Regions from separate parts of the Anser cygnoides genome. Here region 1 is linked to region 2. The links are chromatin contacts, called in public Hi-C maps. All regions are on one chromosome and are shown on one strand. Each heading gives the region's core, a stretch centred on a gene start, on an enhancer-like site or on the middle of the called end of the contact. The rest is flanking DNA. Distances are from core to core; before and after follow the strand shown. Region 1 holds the start of NSMCE4A (NSE4 homolog A, SMC5-SMC6 complex component). Region 2 holds the start of HTRA1 (HtrA serine peptidase 1).

Region 1 (6,594 bases), core at 4,018-6,517, 220 kb before region 2:
AATAAACTTATGTGAACTTGTCTTGGTCTCTTCTGATGATGATTACTGTTCCAGGTGCTTCAGTCTGGAACATGGCCAACTATGCAAGTGGATAGGTAGGCAAACAGAATATTTATCATTTTCTTTTCTATTTATCAATTCAACTTCTTTCCCCTTCAAGATGTATCAACATCTTAGAGACACAGACGAATCTCAGAAACAAAAGAATTTTGTAAAAATACTATCCGAGTTGCAAAATCTCAGTAAGCTGGGAATTCTCATTCTTCATGAGACATTTATCATCATCTTCCTCTCTTAAAACTGATGAAAACACTATCACACACTACCAAGATCTTTCTCTGCTGCATTTTGTCAGTTCTGCAGATATGACAGGGCATTTTACACCTCCTGATAAGTAGTAATGCCATACAATTCATTAATAAAAGATAACAGTTCACAAACCTGAGCAGGCATTGCCCGTTTTTCTTCTCCTCCTGCAGCCTTTTTCTGCCTCTCAATCCGCTGCCTTGGTACAGGAGGATCAGACTTGAAAGATCCCAACCTAAACAGAATAAAAAGAATATACATATGAAAAAAGACTTAAAAAAAAATTAAAAAAAGAATTTAAACCTCGGATAAAAAGAGATGGACTCAGGAAAATGTGTTTTTTTTTGTTTTGCTTTTTCCTGGAAATGAGTACTATGCTTTTTTAATTATTTAAAATGAACACTTTTCTAATATTCACACACCTTCCATCACGAGAAGCTCACCATTACTTAAGACGTCAAAATGCAACTAATGAGAGGGGAATAAAACAAGTCTTGCAGTCAGTTTTGTCTCAAGATCATAAAAATCACTAGAAAATTTTACACTTAGAACTTTAATCTGGAAAGTGGAAACAAATTTGAAATATTTCAAGTAGTAATCCAACATCAAGTATCAGATACTGTACAAGCACATTATTGAATCCAGCAAATTTCTTAAAATTAGGGAGTGGAAGAAGCGCAGAAGCATAGACAACTGAATAATACTCTGCCAACTCTACTGCAGATATTTTAATAAAAATAGATCCTGCTATTGTAGGCTGAGTTTGAGAGATTGAAATTGAAGTGTTGGCTATAAGCCAAATGACTAATGGTCATTTCACAGCAGCTAAAAAGTCCTACTGAATAGATTGCCTAAAGCATAAAAAGAGATGACACTGATCCTACAAAAGGCCACCTGCAAGCAATCAGGTGGTTTCTCTTCTGAAGGCACAGCAAGAAGCAAAAGACAACCCATTAACACAGACGTGAGATGTAGTGCTGGTCTCTTCAGTATATTACCATAACCGGGCAAAGATACGGGAAGACCGTTCATCAAGTTCTGTAAATGTCTGGAGGGAAAAATAAAGGTTCCTCAATTTGTACTTTTGCCTGCAGCTTGTACAGGGAGAGAAAAGGGACAGAAGAGTCAGCTTTCGAAGGAAAGAGGGACACTTACATCTTCTGGTTTTAGTTTGAAACTGATAAATCAGATGTACCTTGCTACCCCTGCTATATACAAATGATATTTTTGTATCCAGGCCAAAAGCAGAATCAAATAAATATGACAAATTTTGAAGATAAGGAGTTCACCATACCAGAAGAACAGAGGCCATGTAGAAGCTCTTGTTAACACTTTCTGATCGGAGATTAAACTCTACTCAAGAACAGGGCATTAAAGGTAAGAAATTTGGTTTTCAGAATGAACACCAACTAGGGCCATTAGCCTGTGCTGCAGTATACAGTATTTCCTTAAATAAACTTACATGTAGTGAAAGGAAGGTGCTCTTCTGAAGTACTTTTCTGCTTCTTCTCCCAGCTTATGCCAGGCATTACTAGGTAAATAGCCAGCTGAAACGTTCTCAGTATCGCTATCATTTTCGTCTACTTCTATACGATTTATACCCATGAATGTTAGCTGCAAAAGAAAAAAACCGCAATGAAAATTCACTTCAAGAAAGATGAGCAGACAGATTAACGGTAAAATACTGTATTATGGTGTCTGTCCTGCTAAATTAGTACTTAATATCACTGTATAACAAATGAACCTTGACATTCCTGACGATAATGAAAACAAAAGCACATTCAGACTTGTGACATATACAATCAAGAGCTACACTGTCTGATATTTAATTCCCTTTGATTAAAGGGAGTTAAATCCCTAAATCTATATACATTTTCATATAAACTAAATGACAAAATCCAGCATTAGTACTTAGCAATGTATTATTTTCATATAAAAGCGAATGACTTGTGAATGTTCTTCACAGAAGTCAGTCAAAACAGAAACAACATGTAAGAGAATTGCATGGACTGCAAGAAAATAGGGACTAAGGTTTAATCTCATTTCAAGAGATCTTAAGCTTTCAGATATGAATCAGTTTTACATTTTCCAATATTTCACTAGAACCAAAGAAATGCATTCCCCTCCCTCAATTAACCTGTTTCTTATATTACAGATGACAATGAAAGCTAGAGAATATGCACAGCCTTTTATGGTTTGAAGAGTGTTTCAATGCTATTGTGAATCCATTCTTCTATCCATCCACAATAAAAGCAGTCAATCATGGCATGTCTAAATGTCCATATAATACAAAGTCCCATTCCACGGGTCACAAAGGACCTTGAAAACTTCATCCAAAAACAAACAAAGCATTGGACAAGATAAAGACACTAGTTAACTAATGTGAAACTACTGAACACGGTCAAAGAAAGCATAAAAGACTACCATAAGAGCACGAATTGACGAAACTGTGATAAAGTAGCAGGGGGAGAGGAGATGCCTACATTTGCAAGTTAAGATTCTCCCCTACGCAAATGGGAAATGTTTTAAATCATGTACTCAGCAGTTAACAAAACTAAGCAGAAAGTTAATCAAAGAAATTCATGGGAAGACTTAAATTATATCAGAACTGTCAGGTACTGCCTGACAATCTTTTATGATTCTATAACAAAAAGGGTAAACCTCTAGCAAAACCGTTGGCAAATTCTGAGTCTGGAACTTACCAAGTCTTCTGCAAATGTTAGTGAATCAAATGTTGTCATCTCTGAGCGCAACTCATTAGCTTTCTCCTTTCCTAGATTTGATGCTAAGACAAGAAATTGGGCATCCAGTGCAGCCTCTCGCGCACAAGAAACTGTTACAGAAGAAAAAGGCTGTATATTAGTAACATGTCATTGTCAGAAACAATGAAATTTAGCATACAAAGCTCTATACCCAGGATATTTTGTAAATCATCTTATTGCAATGACCTCTAACGAAATTACTGACATAATACTCATATTTCCATTAAAAATGAGAAAAGAGGATGAGCCTGACAAAGGCAAGCATGAAGAACTAACATGTTATCTTGAAGAATAAAATGCATATTTCATTGACGTGTTTTTTGTTTCCCTCCAAGTGAAACGAGTAGTGCCCAAGACATTAGTGTAGGTAGGCTTATATACATTGTCCTGCAAAGACAAGATCAAGCAAGAAGCACTTCTAACTGCAAATAAACATTAAAAAAGAGAGATTTGTTTTCCCATATCACCTTTTTCAAACAATTCCTCTTCAGCTTATCTATTTCAAGTAATACATTAATATTTATGCTAAAGTACTTGGATATAAACTTCATCTTCTTGCCATTTTGTTTACTAATGCATCATTTACTCACGCATGACTAACTGTCAAGCAGTCACATCTAACAAGGACTACAGAATTTGTTTTACCTCCACTGAACAGTTTATTGGCTTCTTCCAAAGCTTCTGTCAGTCTGTTGCTTTTTGAACTCAGCATATCCTCACGATTTTCTAGGTGGAAAGGACACAAATGAAATCCTAAATTACTTAAGTATGGACGCATCAAAAAATACATACTTACTCCTTACTCAAAACTGTCTTGTTCATATTCCTTTATAAATAACAGATATGGAATATGGTCAAACATTCATTGCAAGATGTTTAGTCTCTGTTCTTATTAATGCTAATGCATTAGATTGGTTTGAAGGGGTAATTTTCCATTTACTTCAATGAAATATGATTCACGTGGCTGAATTTACGTAGAACTGTATCATCTACTGAAGTTGTGTTAGGTACGCGCATTCAACTTCACCACTCCAAAACTCATTTCATTACAAGCTCAAAACTCGGTAGATCCAACTCCTGTTGGTTCCAGTTAAATATCTGCACCTGTGCCACAGCAGCCACCAGGCACTGTAGTTTTCTTTGTGTCATTCATGTTACACATTCGCATTAATCAGGGACTTCCAGGGAAAAAAACAAATGAAGAGCAAATGGAAAAATGTATGCCTGGTGATTTCTGAAGATCACTGGGCAAAATGACTACTTATTGTATAATGGCACAAGTACGATTTAACAAGGCTTTCAGATGTCCAATTCTCAACAGCTACGTACATTCTTTTAAGAACGTGCTCAATGCATGGTCACAATGCTGTTGTTTTTCTTATATAAACACAGTGCACCATCCATAAACTGCGCTGCATTCTCTTACAGAACAACCCTACAAGTGTGGCAAGCCTGCAGAAACCAGCACCACATCCTGCTAAACCCGGCAGCGCCTCCTCAAACACCCGCTGCCACACTTCACTGAGAGAACAGACGTAACGGGAACTCCATGCACACGGATGACAGCCGTGTAACCCATGCCCATGGAAGCAGCAGAAACCCATCCTCCCGTCTGGGCAGGAGCCCCCACCCGAGAGCTGTTACAAGCCCCAGCGCTCTCCGCAAGGCCCTGTGGCAGGGCCCAGAGGGCTCGGGGGGGGGTCCCAGCCCCGCTGCTCGCCCCCCGCTCACGCTGCACGCTGCAGATCAGCTCCCGGTACTGGTTGCGGATCATCCTCCTTCTGCGCTCGTCCACGCGGCCCTCGCGGCCCTCCGACCCCCGCGGCCCTTCTCCTTCCTCCCCCTCCTCCTCCTCTTCCTCCTCCTCCTCGTCGTCGTCTTCCCCGGCGGCCTGCGGGCGGCCGAGCCCGCCGGAGAGCCGCTGCTGCCTGCGCTGCGACGCGGAACCGTTGCGGGAGCCGGGGGGCAGCGAGGGGCGGCTGGAGCCCGGGCCGGAACACCGCGGGGAGGGCGGCTCGCCGCTTCCGCCCGCCTCCGACATCGCTGCTCGCTGCCCCGGGGCCAGGAGAGAGGCGGCGGCGGCGGCGGCAGGGGCCGAGCCCCGGGGCGCCGCGACCGGCTGCGATGGCGCCGCGGCGGGGCGGGGCCGGGCCGCGGGCGGCGGCGGCAAATGGCGGCCGCGGCCCGAGCTGAGGGAGCGGCGGGCGGCGGCGGCTTCCCGCCCCTCGCCGAGCCTCGCTGGTTCGCTGACGGAGCGGGAGCAGGGCCGCTATGGCCGGCACGGCCCCGGCAGGGGGCGCCGCCCGCACGGCGATGCAGCCGCGAATGGCGGCGGCTCCGCGGCCGGCTGGGAGAGGCCCGCACCTGCCCCTCAGCTCGGCGGGAGGGCTCCGAGCTGTCACTGGGGTTAGGGGTGGGAAGCTGTGGTAAATAAATCCGTGGTAAACACCAAACGGGTGGGAATCCGTGGTAAATACCGCCAGATTGCTCATCTGCCTTCGAGCTTCTCTGACATCTGAGGGGCAGGTGAGGTAAAAATTGCGGCCAAAGGGATCAGGCATCTGACTGGGCATCTCCATTATACGTATCACAGAATCACAGAGTCATCTAGGTTGGAAGAGACCTCCAAGATCGCCTAGTCCAACCTCTGACCTAACACTAACAAGTCCTCTACTAAACCAGATCACTAAGGGCTACATCTAAATATCTTTTAAAGACCTCCAGGGATGGTGACTGAACCACTTCCCTGGGCAGCCCATTCCAATGCCTAACAACCCTTTCGGTAAAGAAGTTCTTCCCAATATCCAACCTAAACCTCCCCTGGCGCAACTTTAGCCCATTCCCCCTCGTCCTATCACCAGGCATTTGGGAGAATAGACCAATATAATACACATAGATTAATTACTCGTTAAGTAAGGGTCTGTGCTCATACATTATATTACACATACATTAACAAATACAAATACATTGTATTACACGTACGTTAACAAATGTATGCTCTGAAGTGGAGCAGGCTGGTAAGCTAGTTAATCAGGAGCAGTAGCATTGTTTATACAAAAGACACCAAAGTTAGATGTGAGGATGTGTGTTATTAATTTACCAGGCTGGAAGAAATAATACCGTCTGTATTTTTAAATGATCCAAAACCAAGCATTACAAGTCTAGAAAATTCAGCTATATTAAAATTTTAATTTAATGATGAGCAGTTTATATGACAGACCAAACCCATATTAAAATATATAATTTCACCTCTCTCGTTATATTCTTCTCCCTGTACCAGCATCATTAGAGTTGAGCTTAGTGTAATGCTGGATCTGGCTTCCACTTGGGAGCACTGGGCTAACGAATGGGCACTATTTTCTCATACTTCACCATAACCAGCAAAACTGTTGCATAAATATCGGTTGTTCAGGAACTGTGCTGATCCACGCAACTGGATTGCCCATCAAAATAAATCCCTTGTGTGAATCCATTGACTCCAAAAAAGCTAACATAAAGGGTGACTTTAACCAAAAACATTGTTTCA
Region 2 (6,421 bases), core at 3,840-6,339:
CCTGTTAATAAAAGGGTGTCAGCACCACCTAGAGGTCATACTCAAGTTTTTAAAGTGATCTGGCTTGGGCTTTTATTTTAAGAGTATTCCTGAATGTTAAAAATCCTCTTTGAAACTCCAGTTGTTAAGTCATGGAAAAAAAGCTTTTAAAACTTTTTTTCTCCTGGTAAGCTTTGAGTAGAGCAATGGCAGCAACCCAGCTGAAGACAAAATATCCCTCTTCCTGCCCCACTTGTTCACAGCACCAACTTACCCCTGTGCAAGCTATAATGTTGCAGGAATAACGTGAATAAGCCTAGGACCTTGTGCAGTAAATAGTGCAAGCGTGAGGTTTCTCTCAATGGTACTGACTGTGGAAAGCACCTCCAGGCAATATGAATCAACAAATAGTCAAAAATAAAACAGAAGAAATTAAAGAACTATGCAAGTATGAAAAGCAAATTCCCTAAGTTAGCAAAACCCAAACCACAGCACTAACGAAATACATCGGTCTTAAATAACTCATGTTTCCCTGTGACAAACCAGTTCAGGAGAGGTCTGTTGCTAATAGCTAGATAGTAATCCACTCTGGTAAGAGTAGCCTTTTGAGAGAAAAGCAAACACACGCATGGTCGACTACAAAACGTACACTCTGAAACCGCTAATTTGTGCTTGCCAGACGTGCACATGTCTAGCCGTGTAAGGCAGTGAACTGTGAGAGGTGGTGATCTGAGCTAGCTGGCTTCAATTACTGACGCTTAAAAACTGCGGAATTTCGCTGGGAAACTGGTTAAAACGATGTGGCTGCTCGGAAGGACCTGTGAGGGGTCTCAGCCGAGCACAGCCTCGATCTGCCAGGCTCAGGAGCGGTGTGTCTGCTGCTGGCAGCAGGCAAGGAAACGGGGCCTGGTGTGCGTGGCACGGGTAGGCCGGGGTAGTCGGGGCTGCAGGCGGAGGGCCGAGGCCTGGCCAGTTTGGAGCTTCCTTCTTTCTCCTTACTGAGCTGCTGTTTTAATCAGTTTTACTCTTTTTGGTTTTTAAAACTTTGAATTTTTATGATTGTATTCTGAGGTAGTTTGGGCAGTAAAAAAAAAAATTGGTACAAAAGTTAAAAATAGATGCTGCATCACAGAGAATCTTCCCTCATAAAAAGTGACTGTATTAATGGAATATGTTGATACACAAATGCTAATATTTTAGGCTTCATAGGAAGTCAACGTTGTAAGGGATATAGAAATCAGCACCAAAAAGTTCACTCCGAAGCTGTGGGACAAATATTACTGTTCTTAGCCAGATCAACTATTTTTCGTTTGAGGCTGAGGAGAGGGATGAAAGAAAGGGAACTTGGGGAATTTTTAGATTAAAAGCATAAACAAAATTTAAAAGATCGTCTTAATTGCTCTGCGTTACGGATAGTTTTCAGTTTTTCAGATGTGCTGAATGTTTTAATTTCCATCTGTATCTTGGAGCACAATCTATGCAACCATTGATGCCCTGAGCCAGCGAGCTGCTGGAGCTCTCCTGGGGTGTTCCACTGAAGCAATGAAGGTTGCTTTCTGGAAAAGTGAAGTGTGAGTCCAGCTCCGTAACCAAATCATGGCCTACATGTCCACCTTGGTTTTCTACTTCAGATTTTCCGTGCAGACTTTCTTGGGGGGAAGGGAAAAGGGAAAAAAGGAACTATTGCTCGTTTGTAAAGGTAATTAATGGTGTAGCAGTAGCGTATTGCCCTTCAAAGTGGCACCTTTGACATTTTAATTTAGGGCTTTGCATTTAAAACATCTAACAGCACTGTCATTCTGCATATCTCTATGCAAGGTGAACCCATCTTTTAAGAATTTAAACCACTCTGTCGCACTGCATTCCCACGGCCACCATTCTCCTGCTAACTGAGCCATCAGGAAGCCCAAGTCGTGTCTGTAGCAGATAGGCAGTGGTAACAGCGCGTCTGTAGAGTCCTGGCTGGGACCCTTCTGTCCTGCTGTAGCCTTAACCCCTGCCACGTGCACTTTCTCATCCCTTAACCTCTTCTTCCTTCCCACCCCTTCCCTTGTTCCCAGATGCTGACTCCACAGCCACCTCCTTGCCCCCCTTGCAGGAGCAGCGTAGGAATCCTGCTGCAAGTGCTGCTGCCTTGTGTTCCCTCCTTCCTACAGGCTGCCCCCAGGTAGCAGCTCTGCCCTGAGGAGCTTTGCTCTTCCCAAAACCGAGCTTTCAAAGTCAGTAAATGGTGCAGTTTGGTTATCACGGGAGTATCTTCATGGGCGTTGAGGAAAACTTGCTTTCATAATAGGTGAGATAAGGCTTACTGTCACCTGCAGGACTGGCTTTGCTGTGGGGCAGGAGATCCACGAGGGCTGGGCTGGGATGTCGGGGGCAAATTGGGGATCCCTATCAGCAGGATCAAAGCCTGTGCTCCTTTAGAGGATCTCATGGCATTTGATCTCTCGGGGTGGAGTCTCCTGCCATTGAGTTCCATTTGAAAAGCAGGAGTTGAAACATTTTACTTGTAAGTCTCCCAGGTGAAAGCACCTCTGAGTATTGGTAGATGTCTCCTGGCTTTGGAAAGCTGTTTTGTGTGAAAATGTTACAATAAGGGGGAGAAACAACTTCTAGGTGTATAGGGCCTTTTGGGTGGTGGATGCAGATGGGTAATTAAGAAATTTGTCAGTTAGCTAAGATATTAAACCCCTAGGGTTGTATCTCCCTTATTCTGGAAAGGGAGGTGTTTGCTTTCAATTCTGTGTGCATCCATGTGAAGCCTGTAAAACTCACATAAAAAACCTAGGTTTTTAATACTCGGTACACATCCTTCCCTGGTTTAAAAATAAAAATAAATAAAAATAAAAGCTTGAGAGCTGAAAGTTATCAGTACTGGCCCACTTGTTTGAAGGCAAACTGCTAGTTTGCGCTTTCCACACAGGACTTTGTGACAGATTCTGGTTCCTTTGGTGCAGTGTTTAACCCTTCCCTGGCTCCCCATCGACAAAGGTACTTCACATTTCTGTGCTATTAATGTAAGGAAAAATATTGGCTAGTGTATTATGGTCTGTAAAAGAGCTCGAAGCTGATAGCGCTGGCACAAACTGTGGAGAAAAGTCAGACATCATGGAAAAGAAATAGACACAGCTGGTGTTTCAAACTCCTGTGCAAGAACACTTCACACTTGCAGTAGTTCTTGAAGTAGTTAAATATATGGGTTAAGATTTGTAAACTTTCTAAGCTGAAGAGTTAAGCGAACACTTATGCTTTCATTGACCAATTTACCCTCACCTGAGGTAAGGAGGCGTTCGCTTTGTTTGGGTTTTGAACTGGGGTGTTGACTTACTAACTTATGATTATTTGGAGTGTGTTTCTGTCAGCTGGGCACTGGTTGAAGTGCTTTGGGGTCTGTTCCTGCCCAGGGGTGTTTAGCTGGAGGGGTACGAGTGTCCAGGCAGAGAGGATGGCGGGACAAGGAGCTTTCACGCTGCGCAAAGTTTTTTCCTCCCTGCCAAGATAAGGCTGCTGCGGCTTGAAAGAGCTCTTGTAAGTTCTCTGACAGAGGCAATGTGATAGGAAAGCAGATGGCCTTTCTGGGTGGGGACAGCCTGTAGGAATTCCCTGCTTGGGCTTTGCTGAGTGTCTTGATTATGCTTATGCAGTCTTTTCTCAACTTGTATTGCCAATGTTTTTGTGCTGGTAACTGTTCATCTTCCCTTAAAGTCTTGTTTTTATTTCAAAAACTGAAGTTTATCAAAAGTAGCTGATAAGCAAGGGATATATAAATAATAAGTTGGGAACATTTTACCAAAATATCTAATATACATATATATATATACACACATATATGCATACATTTAAAATATTTGTAAGTATTTTTGAAATTTCTTTAGACTTTTTAAACATTGTAACAATTCTAATAACCCAAGTGAGGAAGTTTTGCTGCAAGCTGTTCCAGATGACAATTTTGGTCACTTCTGAAACCAAACAATTCTCCTGAAATCTCTCTTGTTGCGCAGCATAGGAGTTACTGGAAAACAGCAGCCGTAAGGGGATTTGACTGGGGATGTTGGAGTCGATATGCTTTTCTGCCTTTAGATAACCAAGCATCCCAGTAAGTACATTAGTGCTTTTTGTGGTCAGTTTGTTAAGATTTTTTCCCTGGAACTTGGTATGGTGTCTTCCGCTGGCGTCGGTGGCTGGTTGCTCCACTGTTTGCAGGAGAAAAGCCATTGTATTTTTCTGTACTAATGCCGTTGCTGGCACTGCGCATTTACTGGCAGCAGCTCAGTTCAATAGCGTTTCATTTGGCCTAAGGGTTGGTGAAGTTCCCTAGGTCCTTGGTTGGCGGGTACCTGATAAAGATACACTTAGATGATTACATATTGGTAGCCTGTTCAAAAGGTCAGTCAACACCTAGTTAACAGTGGGGCTGTGCTCACTTTCCAGTGGCTCAGCGGAGACCTTATTGCTCTCTACAGCCACCTGAAAGGAAGGTGTGGGGAGCTGGGGTCGGCCTCTTCTCACAGGTAACTAGCGATAGGACTAGAGGGAACGGCCTCAAGTTGCACCAGGGGAGGTTCAGGTTGGAAACGAGGAGACATTTCTCCTCAGCAAGAGCAGTCAGGCGTTGGCACGGGGTGCCCAGGGAGGTGGTGGCGTCACCGTCCCTGGGGGTGTTCAAGGAGAGGTTGGACGTGGTGCTTGGGGACATGGCTCAGTGGTGACATTGGTGGTAGGGGGTGGTCGGACCAGAGTGATCTTGGGGGGCTTTTACAACCTTAATGGTTCTGGGATTCTCTGTGGGCTGGGTGTGTGGGGAGAAAAAATATTAAATAAATGAAAATGAGTAGTAAAATTAAAAAGTAAATAAATAGGATAAAGTAAACAAAGTAAATAGAATAAAGTAAATAAACAGCCTAAAGTAAATAGAATAAAATAAATAAATAGGACAAAGTAAATAAATAAAGTAAATAAACAACAACAACACTAAAAACCGGAAAAAAACCCCCGCCGGGGGGTGTTGCGGCTGGGTCTCCCCCCGTGCCCGCCCCGCCCCGCCGGCCGCGCCGCCCCCGCCCCGCCGCTTAAAGGCGGCCGCCGCCGCTCCGCCGCCGTCCCGCTGCCTCCTTCCCCGCCGCCGCCTCCCTCCTTCCCTCCTCCTCCTCCTCCTCCCCCTCCGCCGCGATGCCGCTGTGGGCCTGGAGCCTGGTGCTGGCGGCGCTGCTGCCCGCCGCCGCCTCGGCCCCGCCGCCGCCGTCCCCCGCCGCCGCCTGCCCGGAGCGCTGCGAGCGGTCGCGCTGCCCGCCGCTGCCCGCCTCCTGCCCCGGCGGCGCCGTGCCCGACGCCTGCGGCTGCTGCCGGGTGTGCGGAGCGGAGGAGGGCGAGCCCTGCGGCGGGCCCGGGGTCCCCGGAGCCCCCCCGGTCGGTCGGCGGCGGCAGCCCGCCGTGCGGAGAGGGGCTGCGCTGCGTCGTGGCGGTCGGCGTGCCCGCCTCGGGCACCGTCCGCAAGCGGGCGGCCGCCGGGCGCTGCGTGTGCTCCAGCAGCGAGCCCGTGTGCGGCAGCGACGGGCTCACCTACGGCAGCCCCTGCCAGCTGCGGGCCGCCAGCCGCCGGGCCGAGGCGCTCCGCCAGCCGCCCGTCATCGCCATCCAGCGCGGAGCCTGCGGGCAGGGTAAGGGGGAGCGCGGGGGGGACGGTGCCCCGGGGGGCGGAGGGGTCTGGGTGCTGGCCCTGGGTCGGGACTGGGCCCCCAGGGTGCCCCCCCGCCGCCCCAGGATGGGGCTCGCACCGGGCGGCAGCAGCCTGCGGGGAAGGGACTGGCCTTGGCTCGCCGCTGGAGCTCGGGTCCAGTGGGAAGCTAGAGCGAGAATATGGGTTTGCAGCCTGCCACGCATCGGGGGGAGAGGGTGCCGCGTCCAGCTTTAAACCTCCCCTCCCACCCACCCCAAAATAAAGGGATGCTCGAGGATGCTGGGCTCCAGCCGGGGGAGTTACTTGCAGGACTTGGGAGGTCGGCGTGGCGAGGATCCCGGTCTGCGCGCCTTCAGCGCGCTTCGGCAAAATGCAGGAGCGCGCTCCCATCCAGGCACTTCATCACGAAGTAACGCCACGGGGAACAAAACCAGGAGTGTAGAAGCTGCTAAAATCTGATCGCAACGTGTCCGTGACAGCAGAGCAGAGCCGGCTGCCCTGGCCCAACTTAGCAGATGCGCTCTGCTTATTAATAATGGGTTTGCTAGGGAGGAGGAAACCAGTGACAGCACAGGAGGCTGGCTTGCAGTGCTTTTGGAGGACAGGAGTGGCCACTGAGGAGTAACAGTATAACGAATAGTAAGAAGTTGAGTGCTTTTGCTTTGGCTTTATGGTTATTTAGTTGTTATTGTAGTTGAACTGGGCACAGCTGAGTGCACCGCGCAGTAGCATGGGTTAAGGGGGCGAACGCTGGTGCACCAGGCA

Evidence for each region. Hi-C and Micro-C count contacts between places; a contact is called where the count stands out from the background.
Region 1: a contact with region 2 is called in a Hi-C map of liver, with 2.7 times the contacts expected there. The contact joins the promoter of NSMCE4A here to the promoter of HTRA1 in region 2. A contact is called at or near these places in 3 of 7 Hi-C or Micro-C datasets (granulosa cells and liver).

Annotation. Positions count from the first base shown.
Region 1 is chr7:5,154,471-5,161,064 of Taihu_goose_T2T_genome, reverse strand. NSMCE4A (NSE4 homolog A, SMC5-SMC6 complex component) reads right to left here and starts at 5,267. Exons shown (of 11, transcript XM_013185849.3): 1 at 4,800-5,267; 2 at 3,714-3,794; 3 at 3,009-3,139; 4 at 1,769-1,920; 5 at 442-541. The coding sequence starts at 5,109.
Region 2 is chr7:4,934,968-4,941,388 of Taihu_goose_T2T_genome, reverse strand. It overlaps HTRA1 (HtrA serine peptidase 1), which reads left to right and starts at 5,089. Exons shown (of 10, transcript XM_067000489.1): 1 at 5,089-5,388; 2 at 5,390-5,636. The coding sequence starts at 5,149.